Linked DNA regions of Mus musculus: region 1 is linked to region 2. The links are chromatin contacts, called in public Hi-C maps. All regions are on one chromosome and are shown on one strand. Each heading gives the region's core, a stretch centred on a gene start, on an enhancer-like site or on the middle of the called end of the contact. The rest is flanking DNA. Distances are from core to core; before and after follow the strand shown. Region 1 overlaps Vps4b (vacuolar protein sorting 4B). Region 2 has its middle 34 kb from the start of Gm41927.

Evidence for each region. Hi-C and Micro-C count contacts between places; a contact is called where the count stands out from the background.
Region 1: a contact with region 2 is called in a Hi-C map of liver, with 3 times the contacts expected there. The contact joins two enhancer-like sites. A contact is called at or near these places in 1 of 39 promoter capture datasets (liver), 1 of 484 Hi-C or Micro-C datasets (liver) and 1 of 115 datasets of contacts at active chromatin or transcription factors (memory CD8 T cells).

The regions. Positions count from the first base shown.
Region 1 is chr1:106,771,442-106,776,415 of GRCm38.p6, forward strand. Vps4b (vacuolar protein sorting 4B) reads right to left here. Exons shown (of 11, transcript NM_009190.2): 10 at 2,566-2,706; 11 at 1-1,107. The coding sequence ends at 1,006. Among named protein-coding and RNA genes, the nearest start is that of Kdsr, 14 kb to the left of the region's middle. Within about 2 kb of position 3,705, at least 6 of the 459 cell types and tissues checked have an H3K27ac peak or open chromatin away from gene starts, as enhancers often do. A contact at or near this core is called in liver, where this site is marked.
Region 2 is chr1:105,897,302-105,902,339 of GRCm38.p6, forward strand. No RefSeq gene overlaps it. Among named protein-coding and RNA genes, the nearest start is that of Gm41927, 34 kb to the right of the region's middle. Within about 2 kb of position 3,035, at least 9 of the 459 cell types and tissues checked have an H3K27ac peak or open chromatin away from gene starts, as enhancers often do. A contact at or near this core is called in liver, where this site is marked.

The DNA of each region.
Region 1 (4,974 bases), core at 2,455-4,954, 870 kb after region 2:
ATGTATTTGAAGACATTGAAATAACACGATGGTATGTTCATATTTCATTATGTAATGAGACATTAGTTTGTCTCTAAAGCTCCATGAAATACCACACTGAGAATGTTTGTGTGGTTAGAACAAACTGCTCCCTGAACTTAAAAGTGAAAGACATGACTCTCGCTAATATTTTAAAAATTATGTATATATATGTACACACATACCCACATCATCCACAGGAAACATCCCAAAGTCCAGAAGAAAGTCATTTTCTTATTAAAGTTTCCCATTACAGTATTTCATGACAATTCTCGAAAAATGCATACTTGTTTGCTACCTCTTTTGGTCAATCTTGGCTATAAAAGACACTGCGTAGACAAGGCAAAGATGACTACTGATTTAGAAAGTCTCGAGTGCACAGTGGAAGGAGTCATGGAGTTATAAAAGCCCACTGCTTTAAAGGAATCACTTTAATCTATACAGGAGAAACCAGCCCACTAGAAACTCAACAGGAGCACTGGCTGTGCCACAAACCCCAAATTCATCAGTGCTCTGCGTTTTGCTGCCCATCCCTGAGAGTAAAGATTCTACCATTAATTTTTAATAAAGCAGTAAGTTTACATTGATAAAATGCTTAAAGATTTTTCAAGACATTTATATACCATTAGCTTTAGCCCCGTTTCAATTTCATTTTTAGGAAAAGAAAAAAGGCCTTGCTCTTTGAACAAGTACTCATGAGAATCCTAGCTGCTGTCCATGAAGCCGGGCGAGGCTCCTCGATGTCCCCACTCTGCTGTTCCTCATACCATTGTTGCTTTCCTTACAATTCGACAATGTTTGTGAATTAGAGAATTTAACAGACAGTGAAGGAAAAGGACAACACAGACTTTAGGAACACTCAAGTGACATGTATGTTTCCCTGGGTAAACGAGTTTTGCTGGAAATAATCTGAATGTCATCCAAGAAAGGCAAAATACCTACAAAAGAGAAGAAATGCAGCATAAACATGTTCTTGCTGTCTTTGTGTTAGCCTTCCTGGCCAAAATCTTCTGTAAACTTCTTCAGCTTCAACAAGTCCTGCTCATTGACTGTTGGCTTTGTGCTGGACAGGGACCGCAGCATATCCCACTGTCAGAGAAAGGAAAGAGGTCATTAACAATGGACTCAATACAGTATAAATGTCCTTCTTCGTTGTGAATTTACAGTTGCCTAGGAAAATGTGCTGTGTTATGAGCTCCTAGCAGCAACTTCCTCCTCGTTACCTACCATGCTCACTACCTCCTACAAAGACAGGCCATAGTCCAGCCACCATCTCACTCCTGGTCTAACTCTTTATCTTCAACAAGAGGTCTATTTCACACCAAGTGTAACCCAGAAGAAAAATGGTAATTGCACAAGCAATTGATAATTTAGCACAGTCTCTGTGGAATTCTGTAACTGAAGTATCGAATTCTGAAAGTCAAGACTATTAGCATTCAATAATAGTAAAACCCTCTACATTATTCTAATCCTTCTGATGAAAACTATAAACTGCATTTTGTAGTAGTATCACTATATTCCTTTTTAAATTGTACTCCTTATTACTACAAAAATATATTTCTATAAGTCACTTGGTTGTACTTAAATGGAACAGCAATGAGAATATTTTTTAAAGTTAAAACTAAGAGTGAAATGGTGAAAATACACTAACATCAGAAAGTCATTAAAATGAACGTTTCCTATAAAATTACATCACAAATGAAAAAAGGAACCACTGTAAGTTACTCTGAATTCTTCAAATCAGGACAGAACATAAAACTTACAACAATAATCTCATCTGGAAGTACTGCAGTAAGCGGGACTTCTGAGTACTCAGACAAGCACTGAGTCTGTGTCCCTATACAGACACACACACACAGCAGACTATGTCTGCTCACTAGCACATCAGTCTCCTCTCTTAATGCTCCTGTCCAACCTACCACAAAGCACTCTGAAAACTGGCAGCTAAGGCCAAAGCTGTTTGACACTGGGTGTTCACCAGTAACCAAGCAGATTTCTGCAGCACCACACTTCTATAAAGATACACCTTACAAAATAAACCGTGAAGTTACTTTAATTTCTACAATGTAAATGTACACACAATAAAAAAAAATGTTCCCAAAGTCTTATACAGTATTTGAGAAAAAGGTTAATGTTTTCAATTAAAAATTTAAAGAACTCCATGATTTAAACTTTCTATGCAGCCTAAGAAAGTAAAACAAAACAATACTATTTATCAATACTATCACACAAGAGTTGATGTTTCTGGTTATTTTTAAACATGTGCGATTCAGGACAAAACTCATATTTTAATTAAGCCCTAACAATATTTTGTGCAATATATGTGAGAATTTTGTGGATGACTTAAGTCAGAGCAAATTGTGCTTTCAAAATACAACCTTTTCATTAACACAAGTCTCACACCTTTAGATAACTATTTTTACATGTAAACAAAATTAATACTTACAATTCTCTTCAAGTATTAAATACATGAGCTTGATCATAACATTCTCTAGTGCTATAGAAACGAAATGACATATAAGTGTATAAAATTTTAAAATGTCCCACCATGGAAACAACTGGCTCCAAGAGTTTATCTCCAGGAACATCCATCCATGTCATTTCAATAGCCCCAGGGTCTCCCGGAGAGCAGGGTGTCAGCAGGTCATTTACAATGCAGTTAGGATCAGCTCTTGAGGGTCCTCGAACCTGTAATGATAGTGACTTGATTTCATCTGAGTAAATGAAATAAGAATTAAGATTCCGGTCACTATCAGAAAAGTTAAAAATATTGCTACATCCACTCCAGCAGTGACAAGCGCGACAGGCCCCCAAAACCTGGGCACCGTTCCAAGGCGAAAAGTTCATGGAAACGACCCTTGACCCTGGCTTCTAAGATTAAGTGGACCTTAGGTGGAACTGTTTTTGATCCCAGTTGTTAAACACTGAATTTTATCCCAGTTGGTTCTTGCCAGTCCTTCCATGTTTGCATTCCTCTGTTTTGTATAAGAATCCGGTAATCTCATTTGTACCTGGCCGATATGTCACCTAACTTCCCTATTTTCTGTATAAAAAGTCTGATGCTTGATTTGTCAAATTGCATTCAGATTCTACAGAATCTCGTGTGTCGCTTCTGTTTGTCATTCATTCACTGACTCCTTGTCCACCTGCAACTAGAGACCCATTCCATGCAGATAGGAAACCCAAAAAGGGGATAGTCTTCGGCAAAATACATTAATTTTTAGATTGTATTTAAAATATTTACTCTAGGAAAAATAGAATATATAAGGAAAAATAAACTAGGGTTAAAAAGAAAAGTTTTGAAAAAGAAACAGCTCCTTCTAGCTACCCTATTCTTCCTGTAATGCTTATTAAGTGGTAGTTACATTATAGATCAAAACAAACATTACAAAACTCTCCCAAGTTGCTCTTTTCCATGCCTGAAAGAAAGCTTGAGATATTGTGTAGGATTAGTCTTAAATTACTCAATCTTTAGGTCTCTCTCTTAACAAAAACTTGAGAATCCCATGTGTGCTGGTTTAAATGAGGACGGCTCCCACAGTCTCACACATTTGAAGGTTTGGTCTCCAGGTGGCCGAGGGCTTAGGAAGGATTAGGAGGTATGGCCTTGTTGGAAAAGTGTGTCATTGAGCTTTGACTTGGAGGTTTCAAAAGCCCAGGTCACACTCTCTCTGCCTGACACTTGCCAATAAAAAAAAGTAAGCTCTCAGTTACTGCTCCAGTGCCGTGCCTGTCTGCCTCCTGCCATGCTACCTACCATGATGGTCATGGAATTACCATCTAAAAAATACAAGCAAGCTTTCAGTTAAACGTTTTCTTTTATAAGCTGTCTTGGCCTTGGTCATGGTGTCTCTTCAGAGCATAGAAAAGAAACTAAGAAGACATATACATACTATGCTAGTTGGCTTTTTGTCAACTTGACAGGAGGGAGAATCATGTGTGAAGAAGGGATCTCTATTGAGAAAAATGCTTTTATCAGATGGCCTACAGGCAAGTCCATGGATCCTTTCTTGATTATGACTTGCGTGGGGAGATCCAGCCCACTGTGGGTGATATCACCTCTGTACTGGATGTCCTGTGTTTCTAGAAAGGAGTGCCACTGAGCAGCACTCCTCCATGTCTCTGCATCAGTTTCTGTTTCTAGGTTCCTGCTCTGACTTCTCTTTACCATGGAGTATCATCAGCCTGTAAGCCAAATAAACAAACCCTGTCCTCCCCAGACTGCTTTTGGTTATATTGTTTCATCACAGCAATATAAAACTAGGACAGAAATAAAATTACATGCTTAATAATGTCTATGTGATTTCATGAAATGTAACTTAGTTAAAGCAAGATTTTAGCAATATCTAGAAAACAACCCTTTGTTACAAAGTAGCATATATTTATTTAGGTGGTTGCTTTCAAGTCTATTTCATGATGATCACCTTTATTTCAAGACTGAATAGGTGTAAAATATACCCTGGCTTCCTTAACTGTGTACAAACCTACTGTGTACACACTCACACTTAAGTTTATATCTATATTTTTTTCTCAACTGCATGAGACCAGGGATTTTTGTCTTTGTTTTTGGCTGATTACATCCTGACTGACTCTGGGCTCAGACTTACTATGTTAGATAACTGAAATAAACAGGCAAATACGTCTGTTCTTTTAGTTGTAACAGTTTCAAAAGTGGAAGGATGGAAACATGGGAATATCTACTGCAGATGGTGATCCAAAACCCTAGTGTTAAAGCTAATTAGATTATAAAGAACACTATCCATGTGTGATGCAGATATCACAGTGAAGCCACTAATCTGTACAATTAAGATACATTACTAATTATGGTTTTTAAAAATTATGCTTGCTTTAGCCTTTATGATATTAAGACCTGGCTTCATGTTCACATATGAGGTCCCTGGTACCAAAATGTAGAAATGAGTGACAAATTCTAGGTAAGAAAAGTCTAAGGTCCTA
Region 2 (5,038 bases), core at 1,785-4,284:
ACACAATCACAAAAGAACTCAAATGATATGTACTCACTGATAAGTGGAACAGCCCAGAAACTTAGTATACCCGAGATATAAGATACAATTTGCAAAACACATGAAACTGAGGAAGAACGAAGACCAAAGTGTGGACACTTTGCCCCTTCTTAGAATTGGAAACAATCACCCATGGAAGGAGTTACAGAGACAATGTTTGGAGCTGAGACAAAAGGATGGACCATCTAGAAACTGCCATATCCAGGGATCCATCCCATAATTAGCCTCCAAACGATGACACCATTGCATACACTAGCAAGTGTTTGCTGAAAGGACCCTGATATAGCTGTCTCTTGTGAGACTATGCCGGGGCCTAGCAAACACATAAGTGGATGCTCACAGTCAGCTATTGGATGGATCACAGGGCCCCCAATGGAGGCGCTAGAGAAAGTATCCAAGGAGCTAAAGAGATCTGCAACCCTGTAGGTGGAACAACACTATGAACTAACCAGTACCCCGGAGCTCTTGTCTCTAGCTGCATATGTATCAAAAGATGGCCTAGTCGGCCATCACTGGAAAGAGAGGCCCATTGGGCACACAAACTTTATATGCCCCAGTATAGGGAAATGCCAGGGCCAAAAAGTGGGAATGGGTGGGTAGGGGAGTGGGGGGGAGCATATGGGGGACTTTTGGGATAGCATTGGAAATGTAATTGAGGAAAATACCTAATTAAAAAAAAAAAGAGTGTTGCGTTTCTTTGATTGGCATCTTCAGAGTGTCTGGGTCCCAGAGACTTCCAGATGTTTGTCTTTAATATCCAGAGCTGGATTTCATGGGCAGTGTCCTCCTCATGGAAGCATTCCCATCTCCCAGGGCTCTTCTCACAGGCAGAGATGATTTTCTGATGACAACTGTGGCTTTGCCAGGGACACTGCTGCTCCATTCCCAGCCTCACCCTGTCCTGTACCAGTCTGAGATTAGAGTCAGGGACAGAGCTATGATCACTGCTTTAAAAGCAACATAGGGTCCTGAGGGTTGATGTAATCCCCCCACGGTGGTACAACTGTTCTTTGGGCTAGAACAGGACCAGAAGACCTTCACTCCAACTTCCCATCATCCATCCACACCAACTCCAACTCACTTAGTTTAGGTTTGGTGTGTGCCCAGCAATCCTGGTTACACAACCAATACCAAGCATGTATAAACAGATGCAAGAGTCTTGCCTCTGAGAATCTGTGATTCAAAATCACAGGACTTGTACATTGTACAGCCAGATGTCTTTAGAAATATGGGAAAGAGTAAAGGCATAGAAATAGCTCCTTTCTGTGATGTTGTTGTTTGTATATTTTTATACCAGAGCATGAAAATCTGCTACCTATGTCTGGCAAGAACACATTTTGGGAATGGTCCTTTAAAAGCGACACACTAGGAATGACTAATTTGTGGCACGCGTCCCTGGAGATGTTTGTGTGCTGCACCATGACGCTCTCATGGCTCTGCCCAGGTTGCCCAGATGCAGTCTTGGCATCTTTTCTGGCACAGCCTTCAGCTCAGCCACACTTGTCACACGGGATTCTAACGTGTGGGCCAATCTCAATTTGCAACATGGGTGCATGGTAGAGCCGTAAGTTTGAGTTGAATGATGTGTGTGTTCTCTACCTTTTGACATGCTGCTCCTTCGTGATCGGTCCACTCTATCTCCATGTCCATGTGTCTGTGCATGTAAGCTTGTCTTCATGTGTTCTTGTGCATGCACATGTGTGTATGTGTCTACGTGAAAGGGAGTGGTCAAACTCAGGAGTTATTCCTTAGATTTCTCCCACCTTGTTGGAAACAGGATCTCTCATTGGGACCCGGGACTTGGTATCAGGCCAGCCTGGATAGCCAGAGTTCTCCAGAGATCTCCCTGTATCTGCTTCACCAGCACTGGGGTTATAAACACATGCCACTGTGCCTTGTTTTCTACTTGGTTCCTGGGATGGATTGCAGGTTCTCCTGTTGGATTTCCTCAGTCCCAAGCTTTCCCCTTTCTCCATCCATGCCCCACCTCATTTCCCAAACAAGAGCAGGAGAGCTAACTTCAAGGGGGAGGTTACTTCATCATGGTTTGTAACAGAAGCATAGCACCTGAAGACCACAAGCAATGGTAATTTCTCAGGGAAATTATTTAATTTGACAGACTCTCTTTCCCAACCACCCCCAATTCTTGGGGCAGATGGCTTTTGTGAGGGCCCCTCCTATTCCAAAGCCAGATGACTCAAATGTATGCCAGCCTCTTCTTGACTCCTGGAGAAAAGCCCCTGGAGAAATTTTCTCTTTCCCTGAGGACAGAGTCTTGAAGATTGAGTCAAATCGTTGAAAAACTATTTTGGGTAAGGGGAATGCTTTCAGCCAAGAGGTAAGCAGGTAGGGAGGTCCTTGAAGCAGCAGCCACCATCTTCACCCTCTTTAGAGACATGTATCTTTGCACATCCCATTGTCAAGGTTAGGTTTTACAGAACAAAGATGCTGAGAGACCTGGACTTGGTCCATATCTGCCTGGAACCTCAGGATGTGAGCTTATTGGTAAATGGGTTGTTTTAAAGAGTTGTTGAAAGATGTGTCAAGGGTGACTCCCAGGCTCAATGAGATTGTCCATTTAACAGAAAAGGATACACAGAGAAACCCAGAAGAAAGTTCTGGGACCAGAGAGCAGAGGCTAGAGGATGCAAGCACAAACCAAGGATGATTAGCAAAACCCAGAAGCCAGGAAGGGATGAGAAAGGATCCTGCTCAGAATCTGTAGGGGAACAATGGCCTTGCCAATCTCTTCTGGCCTCTAGAATGTAAGAAATGTATTTCTGTTACTGTGGGACATCCCCATTGTGGGCATATTTTACACTAGTACATCTTTCAAATGACACAGCTGTCCCCAAAGCCGCACTCATGCTTGGCTCTTGGATGCAAGGAAAGCCATTCCAAGACTGCAGGTTAGCCACACTACAGTCAAGGATGTCGAGACAGCTTTGCTTGCAGCACAGCAGTCGGGTATAAAGTCCTGGCAGCCATGTTGATGCTGGAAAGAGGCTGAACTTTGAACTCTTGTCAATCTGCTACAAAGCTCAGAACTTCTGAAGGGAATTGGAGGCCACGGCAGCTGTGTGGGCTCTAGCAGCTGGCAACCCCCACCCCCAAGAAAAAGGAGGCAACTGCAGGGCCACCATGTGCTAGAAAGTAAGCAATCAAACATATAAAAAACAGGCTGTGGGCGTAGTTCAGTTGGTAGAGTGCTTGTGCCCAGCATACACGAAGTTTTGGGTTCTATTCGAAGCACTGCATAAACTCCTAGCTCTTGGGAGGTGGAGGCAGGGTCATCCTCAGCTACCGAGTGAGTTTAAGGTCCGCCAAGGCTACGTGAGGCCATGCCTAAAGCAGAAAAACAAACAAGCAGCACTGTGTAAATCAAGACCAAATGGAAGGTAGAGCATGAGGTTCAGTCTCTTTCTCATGGCTCAGAAGAGCAGATCACCCAGGTGCTCGGTTGCCAGGTACTGTGTTTCACACCTGGCTTCACTGGTCATGAGGCACTCAGCCTGAGAAAACAACCTAACAATTAGTAGCTCAGAAGGAAACTTTTCTTTCCATTGTCTGATATATTTTCCAAGGCACGATTTCTTATTGTTTTCTGAGAGCCACTAAATGCAGTCTGCATTTCATATTTCAGCTTCAGGGATCAAAAGGCCCTTGCGTTTCTCTCACCCTTTCCCTGACCACAATTATTACTGGAAATAAAAGAAGAACCATCTGCTGCCTGTGATGTGTGCTTTCATTAACCTACCCGGAGTGCCAAGAAACCTTTGTCCCCTTTGGAGAAAAAAATACATTTCCCAATTTTAAAAGTCCTTGTTATGATGACTTAAGCCTCTGTCCTAGCGTTTATTTCTGTCCAGTGGCTAGAGAAGAAGGCATATTCTCCCCCGGAGAACTGAGATTCCAACCTCAACAGTCACCTGGGGTTCGATGCTCGTGTGTGGGGGTGGGGTGGGGGGGCTTCCCAGTTAAGGGCATGGTGCTGAATCGATCAAGAATAGAGGGATCTGGGAGCTAACCTGAGAAGTGGACAGTAGAGCATCTGATGCCAAGATTCCTTGTGGGCCGCATTCCCTCCTCTTCTCCAGTACCAAGCCTGTTAGTTGTATTACGTATGCAGCTTGGTCCCTAGAACTTCTGTGTGAGCAGCTCAGAGGCATTTGTCAGCTCAGAGACATTTGTCTGCAGGCTCCGAGCTAGGCCATGTAGGATGAAAGACAGAGGGAGAAAGTCGTGGGAAGGTGGGGACTTCTTGCTTTAGTGTTCAGAAAGGTAGTGCTGCAGCTCCCGGGATGCCATAGAAAGGATCTGCTGATCCGCAGAGGTGTGAACGTTGCTGACACAGGTCTCTCTCAATGGCTTTGCCATTCACACACCACATAGCTAATGGACGATGCAGAACGTGGCTGAGTCTTGCCATGTGTTAACATGGATTTCAAAATGGGCCATTTCGTATTCTTGTGATACCAAATCTGAGGGTTTTGCTTATTTGATCCAGAGTTTTACTGGGTAGCCCAGGTTGGCCTCAGAGTTTTACTGGGTAGCCCAGGTTGGCCTCAGATTCACAACCTTCCTGTGTCAGCCTCCCTGGTGCTGAAAGTACAGGTGTGTACCACCATGCCAGGCTCAAACTTACAATATTGTTTTTCTTAAAAGTTTCTGGAGCCATAGTTTGATCAACTGAAGCTATTTACAGAATTTATTCAGACCAGCCATTAATCTATTTCCTGGGATTATATTTCTCAGAATACTGTGCTCCTACTCCAGAAGGCTGGATCATGGGACTGCCTGATAAAATCCATACTGAAAGGTGGGAGAGGGGCACTCAGGAGCCTGAGATCTGATGTGTCTGATCCTGCATCCTGCTGTCCTCCTACCTGCTTGTAGCTGGGCAGCATCCCTGGCTAGGCTCACTTCCACAGTGGGTGGCTGACCGTGCTATCCCCAGGCCTCATGTGTTCCTAACATTTCCTTGTCCTCATCCTCAGAC